Linked DNA regions of Anas platyrhynchos: region 2 is linked to region 1. Evidence: chromatin contacts called from public Hi-C data. All regions are on one chromosome and are shown on one strand. Each heading gives the region's core, a stretch centred on a gene start, on an enhancer-like site or on the middle of the called end of the contact. The rest is flanking DNA. Distances are from core to core; before and after follow the strand shown.

Evidence for each region. A called contact is a pair of places that touch in the nucleus more often than the background predicts.
Region 2: a contact with region 1 is called in a Hi-C map of F1 follicle, with 1.8 times the contacts expected there. The contact joins the promoter of AGPAT5 here to the enhancer-like site in region 1. A contact is called at or near these places in 3 of 8 Hi-C or Micro-C datasets (F1 follicle, skeletal muscle and subcutaneous adipose tissue).

The regions. Positions count from the first base shown.
Region 1 is chr3:96,435,449-96,442,620 of IASCAAS_PekinDuck_T2T, forward strand. The region is part of intron 6 of AGPAT5 (1-acylglycerol-3-phosphate O-acyltransferase 5); the gene reads right to left. Among named protein-coding and RNA genes, the nearest start is that of TMEM14A, 48 kb to the left of the region's middle. Within about 2 kb of position 3,768, at least 1 of the 8 cell types and tissues checked has an H3K27ac peak or open chromatin away from gene starts, as enhancers often do. A contact at or near this core is called in F1 follicle, where this site is marked.
Region 2 is chr3:96,483,816-96,490,987 of IASCAAS_PekinDuck_T2T, forward strand. It overlaps AGPAT5 (1-acylglycerol-3-phosphate O-acyltransferase 5), which reads right to left and starts at 3,446. Exons shown (of 8, transcript XM_005009206.6): 1 at 2,987-3,446. The coding sequence starts at 3,205.

The sequences.
Region 1 (7,172 bases), core at 2,518-5,017:
CAGGTTAACCTGGAGCACCAGGGAAGGAGCTGGCAGCACCCACACCTGCTGGTGCTGCTGATGGAGGAGATGCTGTGCAGGATAAATTCGGGCTTCAAGCTGGGAGAGAAGCCTGGGCTGTGGAGAAGAGCACTCCCAGAAATACCAGCAGTGCTATGTGCAAGGCTGGATGCGAGCAGAGACCAGAGCCTCTGATCACAGCGGAGGGAGTAAGCATGTTAGGAGCTGGAGGACCTTTAGAGACAGGAAAAATGGGATGCCCCTGAATCTTAATTAAGCCAGGGTGCTGGCAATGACAACTGAAAAGGTCTTAGAGAGTACTTCAGATAGGAGCAGGGAAGAGAAAAAGGTCAAGAAAAGCAGCCATTCAGGCTGACATAAGATGAGATGGATGCAACTAAAATTCAGTGTGAGAGCAAAACCCAGAAGTGCCTTTACACCAACACAAGAAGGCTAAACATGAAGACAGGAGGACAAGAATTCTTGTCCTCCAGAGAGTACCCCTACGAAGTAGGTATGACCTTGAAGGAGCACACAATGTTAACTGGCTACCAGATTGATTGGCATGACATAGCACGATGCACAGGCGAGGGCATGTGTGAAGGACTGACTATATGAAGAGTAATAGAATAAAGGTAGTACAAGCAGACAAGCAAAATTAAATTACTGTGTACCCTCTAATAAAATACTTATTAGATATATTAAATTATGTCGAGGTCATCTTATTTAAAAGATGATAAGCTCGATGATAGTGATGGATGATAAGCTTGATAATAGTGTTGGGAAAGTGTTAAGCCAGACTGAGCACTGCAATTTCAGGGCTGCCAGCAGGAGTGTGAGATTCCAGATGCCTTGATTGAACTGTATCAACGCTTCATCAGGACGAAGTGCAGAGGGGAAAAGAGAGAAAGAGAAAAGAAAATATTTTTTTTCCTGTAACAATTACTTGCAGAACCCACAAGAAGAGATGCCATTCCTGATGTGGTCCTGAGTTGTGCACAGTATTAGTGAAAAGTGGTCTCCAAAGACAGCACAATTACGTTCAGCATTGTAGAGAGAGTCTAAATAAGTGTAGAACACACACACACATAATTAAAGGAACTATAAAGTTGGAGGGGGAAATAGGAGGGAGAAAAAGAAAAGTGGCAAAATACCATAGAAGAAACGGTTGAAAGGAAGGCAACCTAAAGACTGTTAAAAAAATGTTAAAAAAACAAACCCCAGCAAAACTTAGAAACCCACATAAAATATGTGCAATACAAACAAACAAAGAAAAAAGTGGTCTGAAACCAACATGCATGTTTGAACGGGAAAATTTAGGATGCTACTGCTATATTCCTACCTTCTGTTGGAGAAACAGAAAGCTTGTCCAGATAAGGAAAACCGTAAATCAGCTCATGTCAAATGCAAATATAAAATTAAGAGAACTAAAAATGCAAAGAATGCTCTGATGATTGTAACTTTTTTGCATAAATCAAATGCAGCAAACCAGCAAACCAGTGGGGGTGCTGGATGACAACGGTGAAGAGCAGCACGCATGGTAACGTGTAAGACCATATAAGAGAAGCTCAAACACCTGTTTAGACTTTCCTTTCTTGCTGAAATTGTTTGATTCCTACGCCCATCGCATTCTTTGTACCACACCGCTCAAAGGAACTAGATCAATAAGTAAACACATAGAAATTATTAGACTAAATAAACAAGTTAGATGTCAGGAAGTCACTAAAATCAGACAGCATTCATCCAAAAGCTCTCAAATGTGGAATTCAAAAACAACGATGTGTAACCTATCAGCGCAAACAGCCACTGTGCCAGAAAATCGGGGGGTTTCCCTTCTGCAAATGAGGGCTTTAGAGATGATGCTGGGAAACACAAACCAAAGAGCCTTACATCCCCGGGTAAGATAGCGGTCTATAATAAGATCACTAAGCACAGAGATAATCACAGTCTGTTGGAAAAGAGTTGGCATGGTTTCTGCAAAGGGAAATCCTGTCTCACCAATTTGCTGGCTTTCTACAGCAGTGTCAAGGAGCAAGCGGATAAAGGGGATTCAGTGGACATGATATATTTGAATTTTTATAAAGCCTCTGTCAGGGTTCCACACTGAAGGCTATTAAAGAAATTAAGCTGCCATGGGATTAGGGAAAATGATGTTTTATAGACCGAAAGCTGCTTAAAGGAGAGGAAGCAAATGGAGGGACTTAATGATCACTTTGCAGGACGGAAAAAAACAGCAACTGGAGTTCTCCAGGGACTGATGCTAGGATTGGTTTTATTCCTTATCATGACCAATGAGCTGAAGAAAGGAGCAAACAGTAAAATCTCCAGTTTTTGAGATCTTTTTCAGAAGATCTTAAATTCTTTTGGGCAGTCATATGCCAGGTTGGTGGTGAGGAACACCTAGAAGACCTCCAAACTGAGCAAATGGGGCAAAAATGCAGCAGCTGAGCCTCAGCCTAAAGAAGTATGGGGGAAAATAATAGAAACTTTGATTACATGATGCTTAGCTTGGACTTGGTGATTACAATTTGGGAGGTCAGTGACCATTCTCTGAAATGATCCTCTCAACTGGGTAGCAGAAGCCCCAGATTCCCCCAAATACTGGGCAGCATCAGCAAGCACACTGAGAGCAGGGCAAAAGTGTCACTTTGCAGCTACATAAAAAGATTGAATCCACTTTTTAAATACTGTTTGCAATTTTGGTCTCTGTATCTCACGGAGGATCTGGTGGAATTAGAGAAGGCTACTGCAGAAAGGGACAACTAAAACATTTAAGGATAAAAAGCACCAGCATTAGAAACAAGGAGACATTAAAAAGGCTGAATTTTCATTTTGGAGAAGGGAAGCAGAGAGAAAGATATGAAAGCTTAAAAAAATAAAGACCAAAGATCTTGAAGATGGCAGCTAAGAACTGTGTCTCAACAAATCCTGCAATTTCAACCGTAAATAACCACACTTTTCTACCTTTGTAAAGATGTCTGGATCTAAAGAACCTTTAAAAATTACTTTTAGGAAGTGGTTCCTATAGTTTTCTGTACTGGCACCAGCACTGGTGAGCAGTAGAGCATCGCTGTACTCAGTCCTGCTGACACAAGATGGTGTCTGATGAAGACCCATAGTCCTTGCACATCATAGTTCAGTGAAAGAATCTTTGAGTGGTTTTAATCTGTTATTCTAACAGATGCACTCTGGCCTTTGGGCTGCTCCATAACGATTTGTGAATACTGTACATCGGCCAAATTAGCAGGAGGTTTCCTACAAAAGTATGAAAGTTTTGATCAATAGGCTGCCAGCAACAGAGCCTGGATCAGATTAGGTCTGTGGATAACATCTAAAGGGCTCCACAGATGGTAACTGGAAAGAAGGAGATTTATGAGGCTCACTGTATGGATATTTGCATCTTCCTTGGAACATTTTTGAAGTTTCAGAAATGGAAAAAACAGTTTTGACACACACACAAGCAAGAAAAGATACAAGGATTGGAACAGTTCAAAACAATGATCTCTAGCAAATAAACAGGATCTGTTAGGAACTATGCCAGTACTGTTAGTATCGATGTTTTTCCCTTTTCTTCAGATAGTCTGTTTTGATAAACAGGGAACAGTACCACAAACACTGTAGAAAAAAAGGACTCTGGTGCACATACAAAAAAGCACAAATAAACACAGGCTCTCCAAGCAGCAACATAGTTCTGGCCAAACCTGGCAGTGTGAAGAAGTTAAAGTTGTTTCTGTTATCCTCAGGGTTTAAATACACTTCTGTATAAAGAGCAGGAGTTCCTCAAGCTGTTGTACATAACTGCTGCCCGGGCAGCTGAACGCTTCCTTGCACACGTGCATGAGGCTCATGGTGCAGCATAGTTCTATAAATCTGCAGTGTAAATACTTCCAAAATCCTCTTTGTGGAGCAAAAGTTAGAAGATGCTTCTGTGTCTTCTGCCTACGTATTCCCAAAGGGAAGTTACAGATACCTACAATCAGCAGCAGCTGCCTGAAAATAATGGAGATGTACAAGGTCCTAATTTATGATCAGATGAACAAACTTTCTGGGCTCCCAGGGACACTGGAGGGGTTACTAGTCCTATTCAGGGACTGCCAGTAACACACAGAAGCTACATCCACAAGTGATTGTCATTTGGGGAGATAAAGTATCATTTATGCTTGTCTTATTCTTAAGAAACCTCCTCAGGCATCCAAGCTGTGTTGTTGGAGACAGGAAACCGGGCTCCAGGGACCCCGAATCCCTTTCTATTATTATTTTTAGGTAAATAAACAGAGGTGCTAGTCATTCTGGCACTCATGCTCAGTTAGACTTTTCTCTGGTTTTTGGAGTCCTATAAAGACCTACACCAAGGCCCGTATTCCCATAAACTGATGCTGTTTGGTGAAATGTCATTATTCTCGAACTGAACTACGATGTAATTGTTACAGTACTAAAAGACTTTTCATTCACCAAGACAGCCCTTATCTGCAGAGTATCAGTGCACAAATGCAAATCTGTGCTCAAGGTGCCACTCCAAATAAATCATCCAAAAATTGACAGGCAGGCCTTCATGCCACTCAAACTACTTTTAATAGGAAATGACAGGGGTTCTAAAGTCACAGATCTAGTCCTACAGGAGACAAGGGAAAATGCATTCAGTTTAAAACTGATTGATCATTTCCTTTCCTTATGGCACCAGGTGAAATCATTGTATTGAAACGTGTCATATTTTAATACTTAACACTAAATAAAACCAGGGTTTTCCTTTAAAGCAAAATTGTAAAACAGAATATCATTAGAACTATGTTGCCAACTAGTGTTATTATCAAAATTGCTCCAAATATTTCAATGGAAAATTTACACTACGAAATATGAAACGCAGTTACTTAGGTTTTGCTTGAACAGATGTGGTATGACAAGTTCATGACATGCAATTTACTATACGCATTAAAAAGCCATCCCATACTTGACACAAATTTCACCGATGCTGATGTCCAGCCTCAGTTTTAATTTACATCTTTTCAATTGCTCTAAAGTAATTACCACTTAATTTTCAATATTTCTTCGTGCAATAAGATGACAGCTAGCAGAGATCTGAACAGATTAGTCAGTTCATTGCTACAAATCTTACTTTTGACTGGTTTACATTCCTATTATTGTTTATCATTTTATGTATTTGGTCTTTCAATTCTTTCAACACTTCTATAACCACGTGCTTGTTATCATTCTGTGGATATTGAAAGACAACAGATATGATTGAATTTGGGCCAAAGACTGGTTTCTATTCCTCCAGTTTCTTTGCTATTGTTCTGTACTTCAGCGTCTAACTGAGTCCTAACAAAAATACAGGCACTTGGAAAAGCGTAATTTCCCCCAGGGAAGTTGGACCAGTTTGACCTCCTCAAATTATACCGATCAAAGTGATGTACTGATTTTCAGAAATGCACACACATACACACGCTTTCAAAGTGTTTGTTCTGGAATTGATATACAGCAGAGTCAATAATTCTCAGGAATTCCTCTGACTTCTTTAAGACGGAGTCTACATGTACTTGCTATTTTTATTCAGTGTTTATCATTGTCACATGCTGCTATTTCACACACGCTTTCTTCTACAAAGGCCAGATAAATACCATCTGCTTATGGTAAAACCTCCAGGCTTCAGGCAGAATAATAAAGATGTAAATGTGTACATAATACTCTTTCAGGTGCAAGAATGACAACAGTTCCCACATCCCGTGAGACCTACCCCTTAACACCAGGCGAAGCTGGATGTGAACACTCAGCACATTCATTTGGAAGGAGGAAAAACAGGTTCTTTCTTTTTCCCCCCCAAAAAAAAGAATGATAGCATTTTATTTAGCGATAGTATAGTAAAACATTATCAACAAATCCAGCACAAGTGTTTCTCCCCCTCCTTTTTCCTTCTAAATTGTTCTTTAAGAATTTAAACCTAAATTGCATCTTAACAGTGCTTAAGTGCCCATATGATTATATGGATCTTATTCTAATGATCGCAAATTAATACAGTCTGGTAGTGTGGTCTTCCCTAAGTGGTCCATCATGGTCTGTCATTAATGAACTGGACAAACCATCTTTGGTACTAACAGAGGGAAGTAATCTGTGGGAAAGTGTTATTCTTCAGAAAGGCTGCCATGTGTGGGACAAGCTTCCACTGGAAATGTACCAAGATCCAAGCTTGTTGGAAAGAAAAGGAACGAATGATAGATAAATGGTAGGAAAAACCAAACACAAAATGCAACCGTTAGCTACAATTGAATGTGAAGCTCTGAAAACAAACAACGTCCCTGTCCACAACCACTAATTAAATCTGATGTCTTCAAAAACGGAATTTCCAGTTGGAAAGTGCCAACTAAATATGAAATGAATAAATATTGACAAAAAATTCAACACATCTGAAAGAATATACCATAACAATTTGCCTGTTTTAAAAGGCAGAATGCTATCAAATGTTCCTGGCATTCACTGCTCCAAGCACTAATGCAGAAAGGATGGTGAATGTTGTCTTCCCAGTTGCTAGTATACTATGTTTTGTTTCGGTCCCATTGGACAAGTAAATATTATGATATTGAAGCTTTCTGGAGTGAAAAAAAATATTTTTTCTTCTAAGAAAAGCTATTTAAACTAAGAGTTCCACATTACAAAATTTAAAATGCAATTACTTTTTCCTCCAATTTTCTTTTCAGTTCAGCTTATTAACACTATTTCCCTGATAGAGCATGATAGTAGAACTTACAGGCACTAAAATGTTCCTTTTAACCTGCTCTGTTTGCTACTGAAGACAGCAGCCAAGAGCCAACCATATCCCTGGAAAAGTATGTAGTTTTGTTGTTGGTGTTGTTTGTTTTGTTTATTTTTTTTCCAGAAGTGGCACCGGCTCTTCTGAAGAATTGACATTTACTGAACTGAAAGCAAAATGCATATCAAGAAACACATTGCGTGGAATTCAGTTATCATTCACATGGGAAATGTCATACTATGGAAAACAGAGTCCTCAAGTGAAGTTGAGTTTATCAGAAGTTTGTTTGCAATGCAATAAATTTCATTCAGAGTTGCTAGACTGAAAAAGACACGTCAACCTTATCTTTTAAAAATTACCAGGATCGTACTACCATTTTGTTCTGATGAGCATGAAAAACAAGCTTTTCAATCAGCACTGACACATATAT
Region 2 (7,172 bases), core at 2,196-4,695, 48 kb after region 1:
TGCTACAAAGATAAAATGTCTTTCTAGCACAAACTAGAATTTTTGTTTTAATAAACTTGACTTAGAACACCCAAGTCAAGTGCAAAATAAGAAAAAATGTTTGCACATATGGTCACAAGGGAAAGACAGGATTAAATACTCTATGGATGAAAAGCCATTGATGCACAGATACATAATTTTCCTCAAAAATAAATAAATAATTATCCTGATATTTCACTATTTCATTCAGTCAAAAAATAATCTATGTTCAAAATCCAAACCAATTTTTAGTCTATTAACACTCCACTGATGCTAAAAATGAGAATTTCAACAAAATTATTATTTTAAGGTCAGACATCTCAACTATTCACAACAGCCTCGGAGTGTTATCGTATCGAAAAACCACAAACCCTCTAAGCATAATAATCTAAGGAATGAACAGAACACAACGTTAAAGACATTTTTCTTTTGCATAGGGTGAGACTGCAGCAGTGCTGAGAAAGTCACTTAAGTGATTTACTGAATCAAAGCCTTAAGTGTCTGTGTAATCCTACTTATTTCAGTGAGACTAGGCAGTATGTGCTGGTATCCTGATGGATCAATTTGTTGGCCTCCCTTTTATCCAGTTATGAAAATTATTGCAACAAACTTAAATCGACTGAATAAAATAATGGACCTCAAAGAGATGCTGAACTCCTTCCATCCTATCATGAAGTCTTAATGTTTGTAAACCCATACAACTGTCTTTATGAAGCTACTTAAGTTCATATTCTTATATTTTGGGGGGGAGATTGCATATAATGATGTTACGCTTCTGAATTTAATTACATGCCTTATAACAGCCAATTCACAGGAGCTCTCAGGTTACCATCCCAATCTCATACACTCAGGCACATGCTTAACTTTCCACTGTGAGTTTCAAGTTAAACGTGTTCAGTGTTTGCATGGGAAGGTCTGAAAGGACACCCTGTTTCTCCTCCCTAAGTATATCGGAGATCTCTTCCACTGAAATGAAACACAAATCTTAAGGATTCTTCCTCTTACCTTTCTACATATGCATCACACTTTCCATGTTTTTATTTAGCTTTGAGTCTCAGTTACTATTTCACTTACCCTATAACATGTGCCAGGTTGGTTTTGTGAACCTTCCTCTTTGTTTCTGTGATTCTTTATTTCAGCTTCGCCTGCATCACCTCCTCTCCTCCTAATATCATCTGCTGCTCACTCTGACAAAGCATCTCTGTTTAGATGTTGTTCTAACTGATCACCTGTACAGGCCTCTCTCCTCTGTTTGAATGGAAGAATTTCTATCAATGTAACCAAAGAAAACAAAGGCGGACTGACAATGGTTGCCTTTTTGTCTGTTTTGGTTATCCTTGCCCATTCTGTACCTTTACATGATAGGCATTTTTTGTGAAAATGTTTTTTATCAAAAGTTCAAAGTGGTTGCTACTCTGTGCGCCATGTTTGTAGGAAAACTGAATAATTTTCCTGTTACAATTTATATCTTGATTTTTTCTTGCTCTCCATCTTTCAAGGAGTTGAATTAAACTACTACACTGCTGCTTTCCGCAGCTAATTACCAAAGTGTGCTACTACACATCAAAATGCCTGCATTAAAAGATGCTATACAAAGAAATAAGGCAGATAAAATAGTAAGTATTTCACCTGTGAACTACTGCTTCCCCTTCCCTTTTTTTATTTAAAAATAAAAAGATGTAAATCACAACACAAGTTAACTGATTTGGACAAGATACAAGGGTGAGGTTACATGAGTTACAAGTTGAGTTAGTTAAAGAGTAATCAAGGCTAAAAGAAGATCTCACTTCCCTTTTGTATCTTTTCTATTCATCCTGATGTCAAACTGTGCAATTTTGCTCTCTGTGTAGCTGGCTTTGTGGGTTTCCATGAGAGCTGGTATTAAGTGAGGCCTACAACCACAGCTTGGGAGCAGAAACTAGGGGAGACCCAGCCTGATTTTGAAAGAAACGTTTCATAAGTCAGTGGATGAATAACTTAGCTGGAAATATCAAGAAGGACCTATTTGTACCGGCTCTGTAACATGCTAATCAACATGTAAGCACTTGTTATTCTTTACTCCCAAGCACATACAGCTGACACTGACTTCAAATACACTTCCATACACTCAGCAACACCGAAAGTCAGGTTGAGGTACAGTGAGTATCTTTTAAATACAGAATTAAAAGTCTCCTTATTTACCTTTCAAATTGCAAATAAATGTGTAGCCCTTTCAAATATGTAACGTGTGATGAGAAAATTGTTAAGTGAGGTATTATTACTTGCACCCAAATGATCTGCTGGTTGTGCAAGAGAGGCCTCCAGTCCTGTCTTCTTAACCTGAAACTTTGGACTGCGCTTTCTGGGGTACTGGATAATCGCTGTCCATGGCTGATCCAAAATTTAACAGCTGAACCCTGACAGCAGGAAAACTGTAAGAGACCTGCGACGCTGTAATAATTTAAAGGTTATGAATCTATTTATTAGAAACCTGTGGATGCATGAAGTGCAATTATGGTTAGCTACGATTTCCTTATCAGCTCTCAGTGCGGTACCGCAGGTGTGCAGGACAGGCCGCGCGGTTCAAGCGCGCAAAGGAGGCTGCCACTCGGGTGCTGACCGAGCATGGCTGCTGTCATGTCCCTTCTGCATTCTGACCTGCAAAATGAACACAACACCGGCACGCCGTGAAAAGCATCACTGGAAGAGCAAACACAACACTGGCACGCCGTGAAAAGCATCACTCGAAGAGCATCGTCGGGCGGCGCTGGGCGGGAGTCCTCCTCGCGGTCTCAGAGGCTTTGCTGGGAGGGGAAAGGCCAAAGCCTGCACCTGCTGCCAGCAGATTTCCTCCCTAGAGATTTCATCTGGCAGCGACCGCCCGGGCCCCTGGCAGGGATGCGGGGTGGGCATGGGGGACCCTACAGCAGGTCCACCACCACCACCACCAGCAGCAGCAGCAGCGGCGGTCCCGTCGCAGCCGGCTCACCTGCACGCCCGTGTAGTTCTCGAAGAAGAAGAGCACCATGCTCTGGTAGATGGTGTAGAGGCGGTCGTCCACCTCGCGGTAGAAGCGTGCGGGGAGGAGGGCGGAGAGCAGCCTCCATGCGCCCCAGGCCAGCACGTAGGTGGGCGCCGTGCCCATCATGACGGCGGCGGGCAGGAAGTAGCGCATGGAGTAGGTGTGCAGCACCAGCGACAGCAGCATCTTCCCGCTCGCTCCCGGCCTCACCGGCACACCCGCACGGGCTCAGGCATCGCCCGCTCCGCCTTCCTCCTCCTCCTCCTCCTCCTCCTCGCCTCCCCTCGCCCCGGGCCGGGCCCGCCCGCCAGGCGGCCGCCTCCCGCAGGGTGCACCCGGCAGCGGGCACCGGCTCACGGCTCCCCCAGCGCCGCCTCCGCCACCATGTTGCCCGGCCGCAGGAGGAGGAGAAGGAGGAGCGGCGGCGGCAGGAAGGCGGCCCCTCACCGGCCGCGGGGGGGCTTCCGGGCCGGGCGGGCACCGGGATGGCTCCTCCCCGCTTGTCACGGCCGGAGGGGACGGCGACGGTGCCAAGCCCGGTGGGGAGCGGGCGCCCGCAGCCCCGCGCCGAAATGGCCGCGGCAGGGCTGTGGGGCTGCTCCCGCACGGCGCGGGGCACCCGCGCTTAGCGGTTGTAATTAGCACTCATTAGAGCCCAGCGTAGGGGAAATGAAGCTCTGTCTGCTCCGGGGGTGGGCTTGCTGCCCCCAGCCTCCGGCTCCTGGTGAGCCCCATAACATCAGCTGCACCAGCTGCCTTAAAGAAAGTGCACGGAGTCTCATAGAAAACAACTGTAATAACTTTGCCAGAGGAAGTTTCACATTAAAGTCTAGTACACAGAATTATTTACTCTCTTTATTTATTTATTTATTTATTTATTCATTTATTTATTTATTTTAAAGTACATTTTATCCTGGATCTTGCGAAGGGGTATTTGCAGAAACGGGTAGTTACGAGGTGTAAGGATCCTTACAAAAGAAGTGGATGCTCAGTACCCTCTGTTCAGATTCTGCTTCCTCTGCCAGACTTTAACTGGGACAAGCTTTGTCCTTGGCGGCTGTTTACCTCATGCTAACAGCTCTTTAACGTGTGTTGAAAATTTTATCCGAATAGTCCAGCAAAACAAGACAGGGGGAAAGATGCTAGGTTGAAGTACTGTGGCGGCCTTTCTCTGAACCGCCTCAGGGCTGCTGTGCTCTGCAGGGAGAACTCATATTTGGCATGCACCATAGTGTTAGTGTCCCTCACAAGATGCTTTATTTCTTTCTCCCCTCCAAAAGGGGAGACTTTCTGCCAGGGCCTCTGGCCTGGTCAGTATTTATATTTCTGTCCTCACTGAGTAACCGAAAGCACTACCCTGGCCCAGGACTACCAGAAAAGAGGCGCTTCCCTCATCACAGCCTCTTTTGGCTGGCAGTTTTTCTGGCTGGCCAGAAAATTGAGGAAGAAGCTTCTGTTTTGCGATGCCTGCAACATGGCCACATGGAAGAGAAAGTAATTCACCACGGTACAGGGTGGGGAATGTAATCCAACTGAATACAGGGAGGGGAAAGCTGAGGCCAGGAGGACAGAATCAGGTATGCAGGAACGAGCACTCTTGTGGGACTGGAACGGTAGGGCAGACTGGAGAGGATCCAGACATGCTGCTTGAAAACAGTGTGAGCTTATGTGATGGCATTAAAGTCCCAGTGAACAACCTGAAGAGATGAGATGCTGTGAAAGGAATAAAAGTGTTTATATAAAGGAATGAACTTAAGGCCTCTGATTCCATATATATAGAATCACATCTTTCCTTACAAGACCATTGTGAGGTTAAGTTCACTCAAGCTTCTGAAGAACTTGGATGCTATCATAATTACAAAATCTGCAGAAATGAACAATTCTGCCACTGGAGGATGGTTTGACTACCATGTAATAAATAAGAACTGAAGACACACACTGAAAAAAGATAAAGGAGATAAAATACCAAACTCATCAAGACATAATGCACATTCTGTGTACTGAATGCAATAGTAGCCTAGTGGAAAAGCGGTACCAAATCTCATAGCTGAACTCAAGCAGTCTTAATCTGACATTTCCTGACACAGTTAAGTGCTTGACTTCGCAACCGTAATAATATTCTTTCAGCTTAGGATTTCAGGGGGCTTTTTGTGTGTGTTTATATACACGGCTGTTCTACATGGATGGCTATTCCGGTCTTCAGTTGGATTTAGTCCAGTGATAAAATTGAGCACTGATACACATTGAAATCATTATATACTAAAATACATGTTTTTACCAGCATTAGAGTGGTTGCCCCTTCATTCCTTTGAATGTCTTCTCTGCTGTATTACAAATTAGTAAATAAGACTGCTTGATCTTTGCTGTATTTTACATTCTGCCTGTTTTTAACTTACCCCCTTTTTCCTTTTTTGTTACAGTAATGTTCAAATTTTTATTTTTTTCATCTATTTGCTGCTTTTTCACCTTCTTAGTCTGTCACCATTCCACACCAACTGCACACACAACACAAGTGCATGCATGTGCTCACATAATTCATTTCTGCTTTTGATCATTTTATATTTTCAACAGGCTCTTTTAACACAGATTCTTCTCATTATCAAGTCTATGTTATCAAATGGGTAAATGCAGAGGTCACCAATTTAGTTCTTAGTCACAAGAAAAGTATATGGTCCCTTGTACTATGGTTTTGGACTTTTTAAATTTCCTAGCATAATCATGTCAATATGATGTGGTATTATGGTGTTGAAATGTCTGCAACTGAGCGAAACCCAAAATTTTCAATTCAAGAAATTGCTGTGCCACAATAATTAGATCTAGGACACTGTCTTCTTCCTTGCTTCTCTTGATTCATAGGTATTTTTTATCCTAGATCATTCTGAATTGAACCACGGGAATGTGGTCTCACCACCAGGAATGTGAGACCACTGGTCTCTAGACCACTAGACTACAGAGCAAAATAAGAAAAATGCTCTTACCCTCACTACAATTCTTACTGTCAGCTGACTAAATTCCTAGGCATTTTACTTTCAGCTGAAAGAAGTGAACACACCACATTATGAAATTAGGACTCCAAACTTGTTAAGATATTTCATTTTCTTCTTCAGAACGGTCTTGAAATTTGAAAGAATAAACAAGCCTGTACTGCTGGAAACAGGCATCTGTCTGCCATGCCTGAGGGTCTGAGTCTGTTTGGTGTGAACCTAACTATTTGGTGTGAACTTAATTATTCTTGTGTTAGGTTCTTCTGCCAGTGGTTGCTGCCTCTAAACTGACCAAACTCACCAAACTCTGGTAAAATACCAGACTTCCCTCTTATAGTGAAAAATGACAGTGATTGTGCCTCTAAATACCAACGTGAAATGTTAAGAGATTTTCTCATACTTAGTCCTATGTTGGTATTTCACAATTCTGTCACCCACTCACTGTAATCATCAATTAGACTTAGCAAAACCAGATAACATTAGATACAAGTCAAACAGCCTCGAGGTTTAGAATTTAAACCTTTGTAGATGGTCTTATCTTCAACAATATCCTGTGCGATGATTTATTGATATTACCTCCATTTACGTATTGAGAAATAAGGCACAGCTATTAAGGCCAAAGGAGGCCTTTGATCCAGATAAGGATTTAAGCATCTGAATTCCTGGAATCCACAACTCTGAGTGGATACCTAGGCTTTCTGTGCATGCAGGGAGTGAAGCAGTACAGAATACAGTCCACAACAATTAACAGCTAGAGCAGGAAGTTAATTAAAATTAGCAGGCTCCATATGTAGTTGTGTAATGTCAGGTAAAAGGAAAGGCTGAAGACAGCTCTGTGCCCTCAGAACTGCCTCTCAGGACCTAATTCTGAATTTCAGAAGCACCACCTATACCCTTGAGTTCCACAACCCAAAGATCTCTCTCAAAGTGTTTCATAATGTGCTTTTCCTAAAATCCCTTCTTGAGGGTCCGTCTGTACTTCCCTCTACAAGTCAGTAAGAACAGTAAGTACATGAAGGAGTAAGGACAGGTCAAACCTCTCCTATACTCTCCAAGCTTTCTCCAAGTAAAATTGTCCCCTTTTTTTTAGAACCTGGCTTGTTGTAGTTGCATTTTATTTACCTTGGAGATCATACTGAAAGAGACAGAAAATGCCTTTCCACTCTCTT